3 separate regions of the Mus musculus genome follow, and regions 1 and 3 are each linked to region 2. The links are chromatin contacts, called in public promoter capture Hi-C maps. All regions are on one chromosome and are shown on one strand. Each heading gives the region's core, a stretch centred on a gene start, on an enhancer-like site or on the middle of the called end of the contact. The rest is flanking DNA. Distances are from core to core; before and after follow the strand shown. Region 1 holds the start of Poglut3 (protein O-glucosyltransferase 3). Region 2 holds the start of AI593442 (expressed sequence AI593442). Region 3 holds the start of Rdx (radixin).

What was found. Promoter capture Hi-C pulls out the DNA fragments that hold promoters and counts their contacts.
Region 1: a contact with region 2 is called in a promoter capture Hi-C map of neural stem cells. The contact joins the promoter of Poglut3 here to the promoter of AI593442 in region 2. A contact is called at or near these places in 1 of 39 promoter capture datasets (neural stem cells) and 1 of 115 datasets of contacts at active chromatin or transcription factors (embryonic stem cells).
Region 3: a promoter capture Hi-C map of hippocampal neurons shows a contact between it and region 2, with 4 times the contacts expected there. The contact joins the promoter of Rdx here to the promoter of AI593442 in region 2. A contact is called at or near these places in 1 of 39 promoter capture datasets (hippocampal neurons) and 1 of 484 Hi-C or Micro-C datasets (cortical neurons).

The regions. Positions count from the first base shown.
Region 1 is chr9:53,382,452-53,385,414 of GRCm38.p6, reverse strand. It overlaps Poglut3 (protein O-glucosyltransferase 3), which reads right to left and starts at 1,392. Exons shown (of 8, transcript NM_212445.2): 1 at 1,129-1,392. The coding sequence starts at 1,315.
Region 2 is chr9:52,678,503-52,681,202 of GRCm38.p6, reverse strand. It overlaps AI593442 (expressed sequence AI593442), which reads left to right and starts at 1,423. Exons shown (of 2, transcript NM_001286641.1): 1 at 1,423-1,620; 2 at 2,686-2,700. Gm1715 (predicted gene 1715) reads right to left here and starts at 1,340. Exons shown (of 5, transcript NR_045333.1): 1 at 1,132-1,340.
Region 3 is chr9:52,046,666-52,049,423 of GRCm38.p6, reverse strand. It overlaps Rdx (radixin), which reads right to left and starts at 1,483. Exons shown (of 14, transcript NM_009041.3): 1 at 992-1,483. It also overlaps the pseudogene Gm6981.

The DNA of each region.
Region 1 (2,963 bases), core at 143-2,642, 700 kb before region 2:
CAGATCCAGTGCTCTCTTCTGGTCTCTATAGGCACCAGCTCACAAGTGGCATATACAAACACACACATATCCGAATAATCTTTGCAGAACATTTTATTTGGGGAAAAAGATTTTTAAAATGGGGGGGGGGGATCCTTACTCTCCTGCTGTAACCACATGAGTGCTTATCTGGGTTCATTTATTTATTACAGAACTGCAGATACACCATAACACGGTTTGAATCTGAACCATGTTCCACAGACTCCTGTTCTCAACACTTGATCCTCGCGCTCTCTGCTTTTGCGCGGCTGCAAGCCAGTCTAGAAACCCCTCTCAGCCTCCAAACCCGCACTCCTGAAGCTTCCCAGACTCCCTTGGACCTATTGGCAGTTCTTTAATGTTTACACCAGGCTGCAGAAATCCAATTGCAGCAACTGTGCTTTGCCCTGATAGGCAGGTTGCTTATTATCTATTTTCTCAGCAGAGTCTTAAGTTTTCGATAGGCAGACATTGCCATCCTCTTTTTTACTCCAGGATTACCATATACACGTGACTTCTAAGTACGTGAAATTCCCGTTTGCTCGGTGGAGGACGCCAAGGAGTTCTCTGCCTCTTTGCAGGCAAAACAGGACGCCAGATGGGAGCAGCCTTACATTTAGACACAAATTAGCAAATCCTGACTGGCAACAAGTTGAAACCAGCTGGACAAGTCCAGAGAAGCAATCAGATGTGGGAGGAGGGCCCTGCTGAGATTCAAGACAAGCGCCTCCCTTCTCCGGTTCTAGGAAGTTTCCCTGCTTCGCGTGGTCTGCACTGCGGGCCTAAGAAGAGTGGGCTGCTGAGGGAGGGAGGAAGGCGCGCCCTGCAGGCCAGGAAGGGCCATCTGCATCACGTGATGGCACCACTGCGCTCCGTGGGACCCCACAGGCGCCGTTTACTCTACTTACCCTTACATCTGTCACCGGGCGGGACCTGTGGCCCAGCCTTTGGAGTTAGTCACCCAACGGTCCTGAGTGGCACCTCCCGCCCCCGTGGGTGTCAGGGAGGAGGGAAGGGACGCCGATGGGAGGGGAGAGAAGACGACACCCGCAGTGGGGAGATGGCCACGTGTGGGGACAGGGACGCGCGGGGACGGCAACGGGCGCTGACCTGGCGGCGAGCTAGTGAAGTTCCGGCCGTCCGAGTCCACCGACTGCAGGAAGAAGTAGCGCACGGGCAGGACGGCGGCGGCCTGCAACCCAGGGCCCCACGCCAGGCTCCGCGGTGCGCTCACGCGCGCCCCGGCCCCCGCCGCCACCAGCAGGGCGAGCTGCAGCCCCAGCGGCAGGGCCTGCATGGTCGCCGGCTCTCAGCTCCGCTGGCCAGGGAGGAGCTGGAGCGCCGGGCCGAGGGGACACCCGAGGGCGGGCCTCTGGCTAGAGCCGCCCCGGGCGGGCCGGGCGCGCGCCCGGACCCCGACTGGCTCGTGTACCGCGCCCAGGCCTTACGCTCCTAGTCATCCCTACACTAGTTGCCTGAGTTTGCCAGTCTGGAGAAAGGCAGGGTGTGCTTGTTTTAAAATTGTTACCTCTTTTCTTTTTCTTCTTCTTGTTCTTCCTTTTCTTGTTCTTCCTTCTTTTCTTCTTCTTCTTCTTCTTCTTCTTCTTCTTCTTCTTCTTCTTCTTCTTCTTCTTCTCCTTCTCCTTCTCCTTCTCCTTCTCCTTCTCCTTCTCCTTCTCCTTCTCCTTCTCCTTCTCCTTCTCCTTCTCCTTCTCCTTCTCCTTCTCCTTCTCCTTCTCCTTCTCCTTCTCCTTCTCCTTCTCCTCCTCCTCCTCCTCCTCCTCCTCCTCCTCCTCCTCCTCCCCCTTTTCTTCTTCTATATTTTATTGTTTCTCCTTTTGAGAAGGAAGTCTCCCTCTGTATCTCAGGCTGGTTTTGAACTGATGACAATCCTTCCACCCCAGCCTCCTCCAGTAGAGGGAAATTAAAGGTGTGTAAGCCAAGCCACCTTGCCTTGTGGAGAAAACTGGTTGAGTTGGGGTTTTCCCTATGTATCTCCTACTGCCTTGGAACTCTCTATATATGTATATAGACTGGCTGATCTTTAACTCACTGTCATCCACCTGCCTCTGTGTCCCAGGTATTGGGATCAAAGGTGTGCACTACACCCAGACAGAAAAGGGTTGGAAACATGGCTTATTATAAATGCACATCAGGGTTTGGTTTCCAGTGCCACAGTGGAACAAGAGGAATAGCTTCCCTGTGAGGAATTCCCCTAGTCTTTGTTCACACACCGGCCCACCTGTTCCGTATATTTGTGATTGGCAGCCTACTACCCTGAAGTCCCTTATCTTTCGGTGTTTCCTGTGTAGGGCACTTGGGCAGCAGAAGGCAGGGTCTGGGCAAGCGTCTCAGTAGAGTTGGGCACCTATCCTTCCCTGCCCACTATGCCCTGGGCACCCCACTCCTGAGCATCAAGAGCCGGGAAGAACAGCCCCACAGCCCCCGTTTGTTCACTCTTGCTAATTATTTTTTCTTTTTATCTGAGTTTTAGGAACTAATTATTCTTCCCAGGATGAGAAATCTGGAAGAATTCATCCTGCAGAATGGGCAGAGATCTTCCTGGTAGATCTCAACCCAGAGCTTATCAGAACCAGGCCCCAGGCTTTAATTGGGCTCCTGAGCATTTTGAGCTCCGGCCCAGGTCACCAACCCAATTACCAATCATAGGCGAGTATAGAGGCCAGCAGGAAGAAATCGGCAGATGCCCATATGCACTCTACAGCGCTGGGGTCTCAGGTTAGCCCCTGGACGTTATAGACAGCGCTCTTTAGACGCATCATTAGGAACTGGGAATAAGTCACTTGTAAATTGCAGGGCAGCAGTGTAGTGTAACTTAGTGTGATTTCCAATGGCTTGTTTCCTGGGGTCGTTTGCATGCTTTGATGGAACGCCTACTCTGCTCTGCTCCAGCTAGCATTTATACATAAATAAATACCACCACA
Region 2 (2,700 bases), core at 174-2,673:
CTCCCCAGGCCCCAGATGATTTGTGCTCAAATAAACGAAAGCAGAGATGGGGTGGGGGAAGAATATGGAGTGCCATGCATTTATGGCGTGAGCAGGAGGAAAATGAGAATTTGGAGTAGGGGTAGATGGGTACATAGGGTCAGAAGGAGAAATCTTTTTTTCTTCATATCTGACCTCACTTCCTGACTGTAGCTGATAGGAGTGAGTAAGTGGCAGCTAGTATTCCCCTTAGCTTTCCTTCATGATGTATAGCATGAAGAGGAGGCAGGAACACACACTCCACGACTGACCAACTCGGTGAGAAAATGTTGCACACTTTCTAGACTCAAAGACAGGAGGTAAACAAGACAGGAGAGAAGAAAGAAAAAAGCAAAACAAAACACGGTTTTAATAAGTTATCTCAGTGCCCTAAAGACCATACTCTGTTTAGTTAGTGTTCCAAGCAAGCGTTCCCAATCACTCACATAAAGCAAAGCATACTCTATTTTGAAGATGGTTACTATAATAGAATACACTATTTCTGTTTCTGAAAGGATCCCAAACTAGTCGTTCACTGGTCTCTATAAGATTTTTTTGCAGGCTGCTAAGAGCCTTTTTAGGAGATGTAAACATTTAACTGAAAAAGCAAATGTATCAAGAATCAAGCACGTTGACAAAAAATTAGAATCAACGAAGGGACATTTTTTTAGCAGTACACACAATGTTGAGAATTTTTACGGGTCATTGGTTCCTGCACTTCTCTTTGTAATTTCCCCTTCCCACCCTTCAAGCCCATGTATGCTTTGTGTCTTCAGAATGTGGGATCCTCGAAAAAAAAAGGGGTGTTCAATACACCGAATGGATCCTGGGCCTGAAGATGAGCGTGCGGGGGAAGAAATCAAAAAGCAGATGGGATGACATACTTTGGAGACTGGTGGAGAGATGCAGTCTTTGATGCATATTTAGGTTCCTGATTCTGATTCTGTCACAGTTGTGTTGACAAATGTCCTTGCCATCTCCCTAGTATAAGCAGTTTATGCTTAGAACCAGAGGCAGAAAAATAGGATTGGGGAGTAGCAGGGACTCTGATCAGTCAACAGGAAAAAAAAGTGTACCCCCAGGGGAGAAGATTCTCCTGGAGCAAAACTGTACCTGGAGACCGGTTGAGGTTGAAGCATAGAGCAATGGAAGAACTGAAGCCTGCTTCTTCCTAGGCAAAGGAGTGCTTGTGCTGAATGAAGGTGGGTTGCTGGCAGGGTGGAGGTGGGGATGGGGGTGGGTTTGCTCCTCCCAGCCCCAAAGCTGGGGAACAGCAGGAAACTGGGAATGGTGTTGGAGAGGCTGTTATGCCAGGACAAGGTGTTGGGTATGAGGGTGGGTGGGGGCCTGAGGGGTGGCTTGGAGCCCTGGCGGTGGCTGCCTGACGTCACCGGCCTCTCTGGCAATAGGCTAAGAGCTGAGCTCCCCATAGCAGCAGCAGCAGCAGCAGCAAAGGCAGCGGCGGCGGCGGCGGCGGCGGCGGTGGCGGCGGCGAGGGTGGCAGCAGCAGCGCGGCTCTGTCTCTGGTCCCAGCGCTCCGTGCCTTCTGCAGCCGCCACTGCAGCCAAGGGCTCCTTCTCTGCAACTGGCTGGTCCTTCCAGGTAAGAGACAGTGGTCAGGATGAAGGCTTCCATGGCCAGGGGCCCCAGTGGCAGGATGAGGGCGGGTAAGACCACTCCCGCGGCCTGCGCAGGCACCTCTGGACAGAGCTTCAGCCCCCGCCCCTTCCCTGGTGGAGGCTAGCGCTTTGCCTTGCTGCTCCGCAGTGCAACAGTTTGCACCTGCCTTTTGGGAGAGGCAAGGGAGCTGTGCTGCCTGCCGCGGGTCCTCCGGCTTGGTCCTCTGCCACAGCCTCTGGGCCCTGGGGCCAGGGCCCGGGGAAGGCTGGAGACAAGGTCGGTTCCCCAAACTTTGCAAGCGGGAACCCTTCCCCTTTCAGTTCCTGCTCTGGAAGAAAGAAAAAGGATTTTGGATACTGTCAAGTGGGAGGCTCAGGGAGATGAGGGGTGGGGGGCGCTTGGGAGGATGTGCCTCCGCTGAGAAGGGTGTTTCAGCTGCTTTTGATAGGGAGAAAGGGGGAGGAAGGTAGCAAGGAAGAAGGCTGGAGAAAGGTCGAGTATGATCCTGTGTGCCAGATCCAGCGGGTCAGCTGCGGCTAGGGACAGAGGCAGTGGGGTGTATCCCCTTGGGACGGGGACCTTGGGGGTCTGAACGTCCAGGCTGGAAGTGTTTGGAGAGGGAGGGATGGGGAAGGAGGACTGCGTACAGGGAGCCTGCTTGGAGTGCGTGCTGGCGAGATTGGATCCTGAGAGGAGGTCCACAGGACACAGAGAAGAGGGCAGTTGGCTTTCTGGGAAGTAGAGAAAGCCGCTGTGGCGGCCGCTGTTGGTGGCAATTAGAAAGTTGTGCAGGGGGCAGGGCAGCTGCCTTCTCTGCTGAGTAACCAGTGTCTCCGCGGTGCGGTACGGACGCCAGACCCCATCTGAGCCAGCGGAGCATCTAGCGCGGCTCTCCTGGGCTGCCAGGAGCGGTAGGGTTGGGTTGGTGGGTTGTGGAGATGACAGAGTCCATTTGAGGGCCGCTTGACAGTGGTGTCAGATCCCTCTCTTTCTCTGCACTCGCCTTGGCTGTGGCCGGGACCCTAACTAATCCTGTTTTCTTTGCAGCACTGTGCCTGGGGA
Region 3 (2,758 bases), core at 234-2,733, 630 kb after region 2:
TGCTCGGTCAACAATAGATTGCAGTGTCCAAGTATTCTTTTATCACATAAACCCTTGTTATCTTCGGCTTTTACATTTACATCATGCAAATCTTGGTGCCTCCGCACAGCCAACCGGGCATCTCCCTCACACCTCTTTTTACAAAATCTCAACTGTACTTTAAAAAAAAAAATTATAAACTTGACCTCTTAAAACACATTTCCAATGAATAACCACTCTTCTGGGGAGGGAGGAAAAAAAAACAAAACCACCCAGAATCCTGGCAACGTTTACAGAAACATCTGTGTAGGAACGGACTATTCAACTGAAATAACGCACTACTCCCTTTCAAACTTGGCTGGGCGATGGGAGTTTGGGAGCCCCGAAAGGCAGAAAAGCTGAGTTTCCTGGTGGGGTCTGCTCACTGTGCGCCAGGCGACTCCGCGGTGCGGGCAAGCCGGGGGGCCCGGAGGGCGCGGGCCGTGACTGCAGCCCCAGGTAAGGGCGGCCGGGAGCCCGGGCCTGGCCTCGCGGGCTTGCGCGGCGGGACCCGGCAACGCGACGGCCTTTCCGCGGCTCGCGCGTCCGCACGCTCTCTAGTAATCCAACACCCCGACTTTCAAACGGGAGGCCGGGGGAGAAGTTCTAGCCTCGCGGTCCCCGTCCCCGGGTTGCGAGAGAGCGTGCGACCTACGCTCCATGCGGCCCCCGAGGGCGCGCCGACCCGAGCCCCGGGCCCAGTCCACGGCGGCGGGAACCCGCACCGCCCGACGCACGGGGCGGCCAGGCCGACGGCGGACGGCGCGGCGGGAGACTCCGGGTAAGTGGCGTGGCTCAGCCGTTAACGACCACGGCGCCTCTAGGGCGGCCAGGCGCGAGTCCGTCTGTGAGGCGCGCCAGGCCCCGGGCCGCGGCGCCACAGCCCGGCAACTTCTGGCCGCCACCTCAGCGCCTCGGCGGGGAGAGCGGCCCCCGGGGCCTGGGACGGGGGAGCGCGCCGAGCAGGGCTTACCCCGAAAATGAGTGGCTCCTTCCCTGCCCGCCGCCGGCTGGCTGAGGCGCGGCTCGGCGGGGGCGTCGTGGCTGGCGGCGAACGAGCGGAGAGTCGGCGGTGCGAGCCCTGAGCCGCCTGAGAGAAGACGCGCCGCAGCCGCCGCAGACAGCTCGGCAATATGGCCGCCCGGCGCCTCCTCGGGGGGGAAGGCGGGGCCGCCCTGCGCCCCCTCCTCCCGCGGGCCGCCAGTGGCGGGGCGAGGCCGGGGCTCGAGCGCCAACCCCGCGAGCGTGTCTCCCGGCCGCCCCGGGCGGAATCGAGTGGGCCTCAGCCGGGGGTTGGGGGGAGAATACGCGCTGCGGGGCCTTCGCGAAGCTTTCCCCGCGGGACGAGGACGCCGCGGGCCAGCCCGAGTCCGAAGCCCGCAGTGAACGAAGCGGAGCCGCGCGGCCCGAAGCTCGCCGCGCGCCCGCCGCCTGCCCCCGCCCCGCGAGTGGAAACTTGAAACTCCCGCTGGTGCCAGGGAACTCACGGAGGGCGTTTCCAGCGCCCCCGAGGTGGAGCTGTTCCCGGGAGGAGGGGGGATCCCCTCGGCAGCCGCTCCAGGGTGCAGTTCGGTGCTAGGCTGCAGGATCCCGGGCTAGGAGAGGGAAGTGGGCCCAGTGTTTACAACAAAAAGAACATTAATGTGTGCAGGTTTTTAACCAGCTAGAAAGGCTGGTTGGTTTTAAATTTTGCAGTGTTTTTAACTTCCCTCAAAACGCCAGTGGGTATGACCCTATAATGCGATCAGGTTTTTTGTTCTTGTTGTTAGCAGGGATACTCCTTCCTTGGCGGTTAGAAGGAGTAGGCTGAGAAAGGAAAAAAAAAGTTGGAAGTAGGGCCCAAAGAGCAGCCAAACCTAAATTATTCTAGACTTGGAAAAAGTTACCAGTCTGACCATAGTCTCACTGTATCCACTCGCTAGAGAGAGAGACCGAGGCTGCGTTCTGGTGGGGTTACCTCGGTGCTGCCTGCCCTCAGTACTTTCTGCTGGGATTTAGAGTAACACTTGGTGCCACTTGTACACACAGCAATGGTTCAATCCTTACCTGCCTACCGCGTTCCGTTTACTCAATACCTCTTTCGTAAACGAACTGTCAATACAAATATAACGCGAATGTACGTAATTCTTACAGGACAAATACGCCATCTTTAGGGAAGCCTTAGACTTGCCTTTCCTGAGACAGTAGCTCTTCCAGGGACTCTGCAGATCCTTTCTCTGAGCTTCCTCCTCAGTGAGCTACCACCTTCACCCTCAAGAGACCTCACTAAACAATTAAAAAGCCCCCAGAGACTCCAGGTTAATCTCAGAAGTCTTTAGATTGCAAATTCCTCAAGGATGGGAACCAGCTGTGTGCTTTGTAGCCAAAACAGGTTTAGGTGGTTCTCTGAGACCACCAACTGAATACTTGTGGACCCTCTCCCCACGGGTGCAACAAAGATAGGGACAGTAAAAATGTCATGGGAGTCCCAAGTAGTACACTAATCAAACTAAAGTCGGAAGTCGGTGGTACACTTTGCAACTGAAAACGAAGCATTCATTCGTGGTCTTATGTTCAGAACAGTGAAGTGCTTTCACATGACTGCCTTGTTTAATGATTACAACAACCCTGGGCTCAAGGTAAAAGCTATTATTGGCATTAAAAGAAGCTAATGAATAAAGGGGAGCTTCAAAAAAGTTAGTTGTCAGTATAACCTGGCTAGGAAATGGCAGAGCCATGGCCAACCCCAAAGGCATGTTTG